2 separate regions of the Mus musculus genome follow, and region 2 is linked to region 1. The links are chromatin contacts, called in public HiChIP or PLAC-seq maps. All regions are on one chromosome and are shown on one strand. The core of a region is the stretch at or near the end of the contact, and the rest is flanking DNA. Distances in the headings are between cores, read along the strand shown. Region 1 overlaps Carmil1 (capping protein regulator and myosin 1 linker 1). Region 2 overlaps Carmil1 (capping protein regulator and myosin 1 linker 1).

Evidence for each region. HiChIP or PLAC-seq counts read pairs in DNA pulled down with a chosen protein or histone mark.
Region 2: a contact with region 1 is called in an H3K27ac HiChIP or PLAC-seq map of microglia, with 5 times the contacts expected there. The contact joins two enhancer-like sites. A contact is called at or near these places in 1 of 39 promoter capture datasets (hippocampal neurons), 16 of 484 Hi-C or Micro-C datasets (the 3T3-L1 cell line, 3T3-L1-derived adipocytes, the C10 cell line and 11 more), 5 of 115 datasets of contacts at active chromatin or transcription factors (bone marrow-derived dendritic cells, bone marrow-derived macrophages, embryonic fibroblasts and 2 more) and 3 of 9 other capture datasets (adipose tissue, liver and pancreatic islet).

Annotation. Positions count from the first base shown.
Region 1 is chr13:24,034,862-24,039,647 of GRCm38.p6, forward strand. Carmil1 (capping protein regulator and myosin 1 linker 1) reads right to left here. Exons shown (of 38, transcript NM_026825.3): 34 at 1,324-1,747. Among named protein-coding and RNA genes, the nearest start is that of Scgn, 46 kb to the left of the region's middle. Within about 2 kb of position 1,495, at least 12 of the 459 cell types and tissues checked have an H3K27ac peak or open chromatin away from gene starts, as enhancers often do. A contact at or near this core is called in bone marrow-derived macrophages and microglia, where this site is marked.
Region 2 is chr13:24,103,181-24,107,965 of GRCm38.p6, forward strand. Carmil1 (capping protein regulator and myosin 1 linker 1) reads right to left here. Exons shown (of 38, transcript NM_026825.3): 17 at 3,129-3,198. Among named protein-coding and RNA genes, the nearest start is that of Gm33573, 74 kb to the right of the region's middle. Within about 2 kb of position 2,556, at least 52 of the 459 cell types and tissues checked have an H3K27ac peak or open chromatin away from gene starts, as enhancers often do. A contact at or near this core is called in bone marrow-derived macrophages and microglia, where this site is marked.

The DNA.
Region 1 (4,786 bases), core at 245-2,744:
GGTATAGCATTGGAAATGTAAATGAGCTAAATACCTAATAAAAAATGGAAAAAAAAAAAAAAAAAAAAAAAAGAAGCTATAGAAGAAAAAAGACAAAATTCCAAAAAAGAGACTCAAAACAGTTAACGCAGCTGGGTGGAGGTTGACGGATGAACTTGTGCAGGCCCTGTGGGCGGGGCTTCATCTCCAGTACCACAAAGCTTCAAGGGAGGGAGGTGAACCGTCTTTAAGCTGAATTTTGAGGAAACTCAACATTTTTCTTTTCCTTTTTCAAAAATTTCCTTTGGTGTGCTGGAGAGAGAACTCAGGTCCTCACACATGCCAGGCCAGCGTTTGACCACTAAGCTATATGCTCATCCTTGGGACTTAGCAACTTCTACTGGTGTTGCTTCCTCCACAGCAGCAACAGTGGACTCAGTAATCAATCCGTTCTAACAGGAGACCCTGACTTTTTTCTTTTGAAATTTAAATGGAGAATATGGGAAAGGACTTTGAAGCCTGGAAAGAGCTTAAGCTATGAACGACATGGGGACGCAATAGGCCTTTACCGGCTCTGCCTGCCACCTGGTCTTTTTGTCTCTTGGTTCTGCCATCTCTAGCCACCTTCAGCATCTCTGCTCAGATTCGCCAGGGCCAGTCCTATCTGGGGACCAGTACTTGCAGGCTTCTACCAAAAGCACAGGGAAGCCAAAGGTGGGGCATACCTTTAAAGCCCCTTGGCTCTCAAGAGTGTATAGCTATGAGCTAGGCAATAACCTCAAAGAAGGCACAGGGGCTGAGTCGGGGGGACCACCAAGGGTTTGGGGCCACCCAGTGCTACACAGAAAATCTGACACCAACCTGAACCACAAAGCGAGTTTGAGGCGAGCCTGTGCTACTGTGTGAGACCCTGTCCCAAAACAACTAACATATTAAACAAAGCCGGGCCTGGGGCAGGGAAGACGAGCCAGGAGTTCGGAATCTGGACTCTGAATTCTTTGGGAATAAATCTTTAGGTGTTACATTTCTAAACACTTTCTTTGTAAGATTTATTTTATGAGTGTTTTCCTTGCATGTGTATGTATATGCATGTGTATGCAACGCCTGTGTATCTGGGGCCCTTAAGAAGACGGCGTCTGGTCCCCTGGAACTGACGTTACTGATGGTTCTGAACCACCATGTGCATGCTAAAAAACGGAACCAGGGTCCTCTATAAGAGTAACAAGTGCCCATAACCACAGAGCCATCTCTTGGGCATCCAGAATTTATATTTCCATCTAACCAACAAGCTATTTTTCTATATCTCTTTCCCCAACGAAGCAAACGTACAAACCCCTTCCTCACCTTCTGTGCACATGCTGCCCTCCGCTCCTGCTTGGCCTTCATCTCGGCCAGCAGGCCGCTGCCCATCACCTGCACATAGCGCCGGCCACCCTGCGGGCTGCCCCTGCTGTCACTGCGCTCAGCCCTGCCAGCTTCCTCTGCTGGACCCTCCTCCAGGGGTTCCGGTGTCTTAATCTCTTCTGTGCGGTCTGGAGCACCATTGTGCTCCGCTGCCTTTATCTCCTTCCTGGTGGTATCCACTGGTGGGCTCCGCATTGCCCCTTTCGGGGAGGAGAGCTCTTCCGTCATCAGGACTGTGGGTGGCCGCTCAGATCTGGACCTGGATTTAATCAGGTTGAGGAAGCCACTCCTCCGAGAGTCCCGTTTTTTCTTCTCATCTCCTTCCCCGAGTTCGTGGGCATCTGAGGAGCGCGAGGATGACCTCCTGCAACCACAGCCAAGTCATAGACAGTGTTGGCTTGGCTATAAAGACAAGTTCCCTGAGAAACTTATCAACAAACAGCCATATCCTGTAGCATTTAAAAGGTTAAGCCTGGGCTTAGAAACACAAAAACTGAGGATCTTCCGGCACAGCTACCAAAGAGGAAACGAAACGCACAGACTATGAGTGAATCGAAGGGAGTCAGGCAGGATTGAAGACAGACTTGTGCTTTGTAAGAATTAAACACTTAACGGTGAACTGTCTTGGGGTATCTTGGGACATAATTTGGCAACTGCTTTATTTAATTTGAGGCACACTGAAAAGGGCTTCCTTGACCATCAGTAATTATTAGGTAATTGGTGAAATCCAACACTTAGTGCTTAATCCTGGCAAATATTTGGATCGTTGATTAAATGGAATACATTGCTGAAAGAAGCAACAATAACAACAACAAAAAGACTCAAGGCCAGGGAGCTGGTAGAGCACTACCTGTGACTCTAGTATTTATGAGATGGAGTAGGAGGGTCAGGAGTTCAAGATCAGCCTTAACTATATGAAGTTCAAGGTTAGTTGGGCTACAGGAGACGCTGTATCTAAAAACAAAACTAGACAGAATAAGCTTAAATTTTGGGATACATTAAAACTTGGGAAGTGGGGAAAAACCAAACCAAAAAAAAAAAAAAAAAAAAAAACCCAAACCAACCAACCAACCAAACAAAAACCAACCAGAATGAATGCCACAAGGGACCAGCTGCTCAAAGCTGGAGACAGGGTCTCCCCATAGCTCCTCAGAAACTCCATCAACACTGGAAAAAAGGATAAATGCAAAGGAAGAACAACAAAAAACCCACACCACCCTGGTGAGAATAAGAACACTACTTGGAAGCCCAGTGAGCACAAAATAGCTTCATGGATCTGAGCGCCTGAAATAAAAACTAGGGGTCCAGGAGCAGCTAGAACCTCAGGGGCTGCAGAGAGCAGAGCATGGTACTTCCGGAAGTGGCCTCAGGGCTGTAGAGGGCAGAGCAGGTGACTTCCTGAAGTGCCCTCTGGGGCTGTAGACAGCAGAGCAGGGTACTTCTGGAAGTGGAAGTGAGTGGGAAGCTTGCACTGGCATGAGCAGGACTGGCTGAAAGCCAAGATTCACTGAGTGTTATTTCCACTTTTCAAGCCACCGGGTCAACAATGCCCAGCCTATCCCAAACTCATGGCTTGCAGGGTGAACCAGAGAAACAGTGCAAGTGAGGGTATGTGACACAGCCAAGCCACAAAACAGAAATATAAGCAAAATGTGACAGAAGTGGGACATTTAAGGTTAAACAGCACAACATGAGAATAAGAAACCGGGAGAGAGGAGGAGAGAGTGAATAGATTAACAGGAAACAATGGATTGGATAAAAGATGTTTAACAGAAAGTGTACTGAGGAAACAGAAGAGATTTACAAAAGAAACAATTCAAGACCCAAAGAACCAATGGGCATGATTTTGAGAGTCACTTTACGTGATATGTGCCAACAAACTGCAATAGCAAAACTGCACCCCCGCTTTGGAATACAGCACCATAAAACTTTGGTGTCCAAGAATACAAAAATGTTTCCAGAGAAGAGGAAACAAAACAAAACAAAACAAAACAAAACAAAATCATGTCACAAACAAAGGATCAGGACTCAAGATGACACTAGGTTCTTTGGGGAAAATTCTAGAAGTTAGAAAATTAAGGAGCAGTGTTTTCAGCATTCTAAAGCAAAATGCTTTACACAATTCAATACCCAGGAATATGATCAGCTAAATTGGGGGGTCTTAACGTTATAGAAACACATTGTTAACACTGCTTTCTTAGGAAGTAACCACTGGAGGCACTCCACCAAAACAAGGGTGAGACTCTGAGAAACGGACAAGACTCAGGGAGGTGGTGAAGGGAATTCACTTACAGAGGATGAAGGAAATGCCTCCTCCCCTGCCCCCATGCCAGAGCGCTGGGACCTGCGGGGCACAGGTGTGAGATGTGTCCACAAAGCCCAGATGAGAGTGGACTGAGAGATGTGTGCTCTCACAGGAGATTTAAGGAAGGGAATAAAGGAGAGCACTGTGGGGGAAACTAAGTAAACAGAAAAGGATGAATTTCAGAGGAGACAGCATCTATACCAGAGGACATGTGACCACGGCATACCACGCACAACAAGGGTAGTAAATACAGGGCTAGAATGAAGCACACTGAAGCAACCACTGAATAATTAGCTAATAAAAATTATCATATAATTAAATGAAGAAAGTTAGGGAGGGGAGAGAAGGGGAGGGAGAAAGGGAAGGAGAGGGAGGAAGGGAAAGAGGAGAAGGAGAGGAAGAGAGAGGGAATTCAGCAGGGTCAGAGAGGATGCACTACCATCCTCTGTAGTCAGATGTTGACAGAATTACGACTGAAAACTGAAAACTAGGGATGAGAAGTATTCTTAGGGAAAGTGGGAGCCAAGTAAACAGTTAACGGAATAAACAAGTTGCTTATAGGGAACAAGAAGTGGAGAAAGAAAGGTGGTTTTTTTTTTTTTTTTTTTTTTTAGTTCAAGCCTTGTAATTTACTTGACATTTAAAATTATGAACAAGTAACACAGACTTCAAGCTTTCTTTACACCAATTTATGATGTTCTACCTAATGTCTGACAGCTTATTTTTATAACAGAATGTAATTTAAAAAAACACAACTTTTTGTGGGTCCCCTTGAGAGTTGATGAAAGGTGAGCCATGGGGTCCTTGCTCTCAGAAACATGATCAGAATTCTAGACTAACATCTTTGAAGAAAACAGATGTTACATATTACATATCACCCAGATATCTTTCAAAGACAAGCAGAGAACAAAATTGCTGGTCAGGAGAGGAAGTCATGGTGGGGCAGATGGGACAGAACACTTGGTCCACATCCATGGCTCACCCATTTCCCAGTAATACAGTTCTAAGTTGAACAGCTTAGCAATGGCATCTGTAATCACACAGTGTCACGACAGCCATTTTGATGTGTCTATCAGCAGTGACTGTAGGCCAAGAACT
Region 2 (4,785 bases), core at 1,306-3,805, 69 kb after region 1:
AAGAAAGCTCTGCTTAAGATACAGACATGAAGAAATTAATGTCTAAACAGTGTGTCTACATTAAGGAAAGTTTCTTTCTGAGAGCAATGCATAAACTAGTACCCAAAACAGGAACCTGATAGTTAAACCTTGAAAACAGCGAGTGTCCCAACACAGATTATCCTGTAACTCCCAAAACCCTTTGGGGAAGTTGACTATACCATGAAGAGGAAGAAACTGAAATCCAGTTACATGTGGACATCTAGCCTTAGGAAGTAAGTGTGAACAAAACACTGTAACTACTTAGAAAAGAATTTTGTGCTTCACCAATTTTAATGAGCAGCATTTTAACACATAGCTAGAAGCGTGGTCACTGGTCCTGTAACTCTAGCTATAAAACCATGGAAGAACATAGGGCTATGTATGATACTATAAGGCTTGTTTATTGGCATTGTAAATTTTCTGATAACCATAAATGAAAGACCCAAATTAAGGTAAAATTATCATAACAAAGGTCATTCCCACTGTCAAAATTAATCATTTGATCTGGATTCCCATTATCATAAAAAGAAAACTAGAAGCTTAAAGGTCTACCTTTGAGAAACTCTGTGATCCCCCTGCCCTCAAATGTATCCTCAATTCTCCTAATGCTTGGATTTCAGGGGTACACCACCATGCCTGGCCTATCTGACATTTTTAACTTACAAAATTATTTTATATGGTTGACCTAATATTACCTTATAAATATTTTAAAAACACAAGAAGACATTAAGAACAAGTTTTAAACCAGGTCTACCTGGGAGTCTTTGATCAAGGTCTTGCCTCAAAATAGCTGAGACAAAAATAACTAATCATAATGAATGTTCTAATGATTGCCAATGTTGGTATTAAGAGAGCTCCATCAGAGAGCTGGATTGCTTCAAATATTTTAGATACGTATATGGGGTCAGCAGATCACTCATGCCTGTCACAGCTTGATCAAGGAGAAAGAATGCCTTATCAGGCTGGAAAAGCCACCGTTGAGTCAGAGCTAATATAGTTGGCCTGTGTTTGGTCATAGCAGTCTCACCAACTTCCTGTTCCTTAGGGGGTGACCCTTAGCAGCTTCTTGACGTCAGCAAAATGTGAATAAGAGAAACGGTTTCTGCTGCTGGAGTTGGTTTCTACCTCACATCTATCTTTATAAGCTGAGGGCCAAAGATCACATTCACAGCTCCATTACTCAAAACTAGTATTCTAGGGTCTTGGTTTTTAGCTTTTGTGGAGTTTTGCTTTTCTGAAACAATAAGATCTTAATAGTGACCTTCACACCAAAACTAAGGACAAAATCCATCACTAAAACTTTGTATGGAACAATTCCAAGTTTGTCAACTTCACATATGTCTGCCTGGCATTTTGTGAAGCAATAAGGGGGGGCCACATATTACATAAATACTGCCCTCTTAAAAGCCACAACCTGGCTAGGAAAGCAAACAAGAGCCAAATGTATAATTGTGTGAGTGCTGCATATCAAGGAAGGAGTGTGGCAGGCAGAGACACAGCCAGAGGGGATGACTTGGGGTACGTTTCCAAAAAGAACTCCTTCAGATATGGTGACAGCTTCCTAGGGGAATACTAATCCTTCTTCCATCACACGCACGCACGCACACACACACACACACACACACACACACACTCCTTCAGATATGGTGACAGCTTCCTAGGGGAATACTAATCCTTCTTCCATCACACACACACACACACACACACACACACACACACACACACACACTCCTTCAGATATGGTGACAGCTTCCTAGGGGGGGAATACTAATCCTTCTTCCATCACACGCACGCACGCACACACACACACACACACACACACACACAGTCCTTCAGATATGGTGACAGCTTCCTAGGGGAATACTAATCCTTCTTCCATCACACACACACACACACACACACACACACACACACACACACTGAGATTCAGTGACATCATTGGTGATGGCTCAGATGAGCCATCTATCAAGCCAAGCTGGGTCTGGGATCACCTAGAAGGCTCCCTTGGGGCATGTGTGCTGAGGCATTCCCAGTTCAGTTTAACTAAGGGAAAAAGTCGCACATGATGCAGGCAGCAGCGTGCTGTAAATTGTGGGTCCTGAATTTAATTACAAGCAGAAAACAAACAGCAGCAGTACTCACTGCTCTCTGCTTCCTGACTATGGCTGCAATGGGACAGCTGCCTGGTCCTCTGCATCCTGAGATGATGACAGCCTTAAACAGGGACCTGAAACCAAACCTTCCTTCTCGAAGTTCCTTTTGTCAGATATTTGTCACAGCAATGAGCAAAGTGACTAACACATCAGCCAGTCTGCCTAGGATGACACAGTCTGACAGATTTATAAGGAAGTCTGGCCTTGGTTTCAACCCTCCAGGACAAAAGCCTTGAGAAAGAAGAGGTTTAGCAGAGACCACAGCACTGCATTCCTAAAGGCACAAACAGGAACAGAGACTGAATTCTGCTGGGAAGAAGACATGAAGAGGGCACGCTGGGCAAAGTGAGGCTCAGAGCAGGCAAGTGTCTGTAGCTGGGGCTTCTCTTCCTAATGTCCACTTGAATTGATAGTTTCAAAATGAGCAAAGTCTAGGTCTCCTCTAACACATAGGTATTTAGCCTTGATTCTTCTCTGAGGGCTCCTCTACTGGAATTGTTCAGGGCTGCTTCATAATTTCAAGGGATATTTTGATGTTCCTGACTTAAACCAAGATATTAAAGAGTTACTAAGAAGATAGCCATTCTGTTTTACACCCTACAAATCCAAGCTCAGCTCTAAGCATTGGTCCCCTGAAACCAATATGGTGCACTGCTTTTCATGATTCGAAGCTAGCTGATGGCTTTGTATCCAGGGGACACATCATAAAACACTCAGGCAACAGGCGCTAAGAATGAGGGGAATGTCATTAAAAGCACACGCGAATGTTATTGGAAAGGTGTTCTGTGGCGACTTGTAGATAAAATTGCAAAACACAGAACATGTGAAACTTGCATAATAACTTTTTTCTGCTTCACTTCTCCCTATGGAATCACAATATTACACTTGCCCAGGAAGAATGCAGAAACAATTTGGAGGCTGTTATCTCTTCCAGTGCCGTCAGGGCGGCCTTACCTCACAGTTGCTGAGATCCAGAGAGACTCCCTTCAGGCTATGATTGCAGGCCAGGCCCAAGAGCAGCGCTCTGAGGAAAGGAAACACACTTATTAGGCACAATTTCACATGCAGATCAGTAACGTGCACACAATGGCACACTCTCACACATACACAAAGCAATCACATACACACACACACACACACACAGAGAGAGAGAGCAAGACACAGAATAAAGCCTGAAAACTCAACCTTTTCTGAAACACCAGCCAGGGACCAGACACTCTCTCAGTTTTTGAAAATGCCAACTGCATTTTGACAACAGGGGGCACGTGACACTTCTGCATTCTTCTGTCTGACAGGAGGTGACTCTACCATAAAAGCAATCCTTGAAAACACTACTATTCCTATGCAAATAAACCCACAGCCCACCTAATTGCACACTGAAATCAAATTTTGTTCATCATAGATAAATCCCCACCTGCATCTGCTTGAAAACTGCATTAATGAACGTTTGAATATTACTATGTGATTGTTACTAGCGTAGCACAGTGAGGCTAGCTTTCCCTAAGGAATAGACAGTGATGGAGTCTGGCCCTACTGTATTCCAGAAGGTGAAATGAGAGTAATACCAGTTTATTAAGTCACCTAACAGAGTATACAGGTGAAGATAAACACCCTGGAGATAAGAAGGCTCACATCTTGTAGCTATGTCCAGAATCCTGGCAGTCCAGCCACCTGCAGGACCAGGGCACATTCATCTCTCTTCTATAAATTGAGAAGAGTAGATTCACTGCCCCGAATATCAACACTCTTAAGGAAATACATTGCTTTCACTGACATAGGCAGTGGAGTCCTATGAAGTCTGATGCCATCGAGAACACCTGGTGCCACATGTACACAAGCAGTTCTTCAGGTCTACAGAACAGAGGCTCAGTGGGCAAAGGCACCTGCTCTCAGGTCCAATGACCTGAGTTCAACCCCGTAACTCAAGGTCATAGACAGAACCAGTTCCTGCAAGATGTGTTTACTCAGACACACACACACACACACACACACACACACACACACACACAAACACAGAGTAGATAAATGGAAAAAAAGTCAGACCTCATGATGAACTCAAAGCTGAGCAGCAGGAAGGAAAGAGACAGTGAGCAGAACACAGGGCAGACAGTGCACACACTAAACATCTCCTTGTGGGCATTTCCTACCTGTCCCCAATGCTCCACCCAGGGAAAGGATCTCTGCCCCCAAAGAGTCTGAGGGCACAGGGAATGTGGGAAAAGAAGGGATCACTTCCTGCCAGTTCCTTGAGAGTTTGTCCTTCCAGCAATTCTCAGGACGTGTGCACACACTGAGAGCTCCAAAGTAGCCACTGTATAGCCATTCTACGTGTGCAAAGGTGGCCACTGTATAGCCACTCTACGTGTGCAAAGGTCAACAACACTTAAAACCTGAAACACTGTGGACTTACCACCAAAACCATCCTGAGTGTGACAGTCTCCTCTACGAACAAGGAGGACTAAGCTCACAGTAGGATTGAAATACATATTAGCTGAATGAGTATGTCAACAATATGATCAAACTTTAAAAGAATCTCTATAGAATATTAACCCTGACAGCTGTTTTAACAAGCTACCAGAAGACAAATCTTGATCAGTGTGTTTGTGTGTGT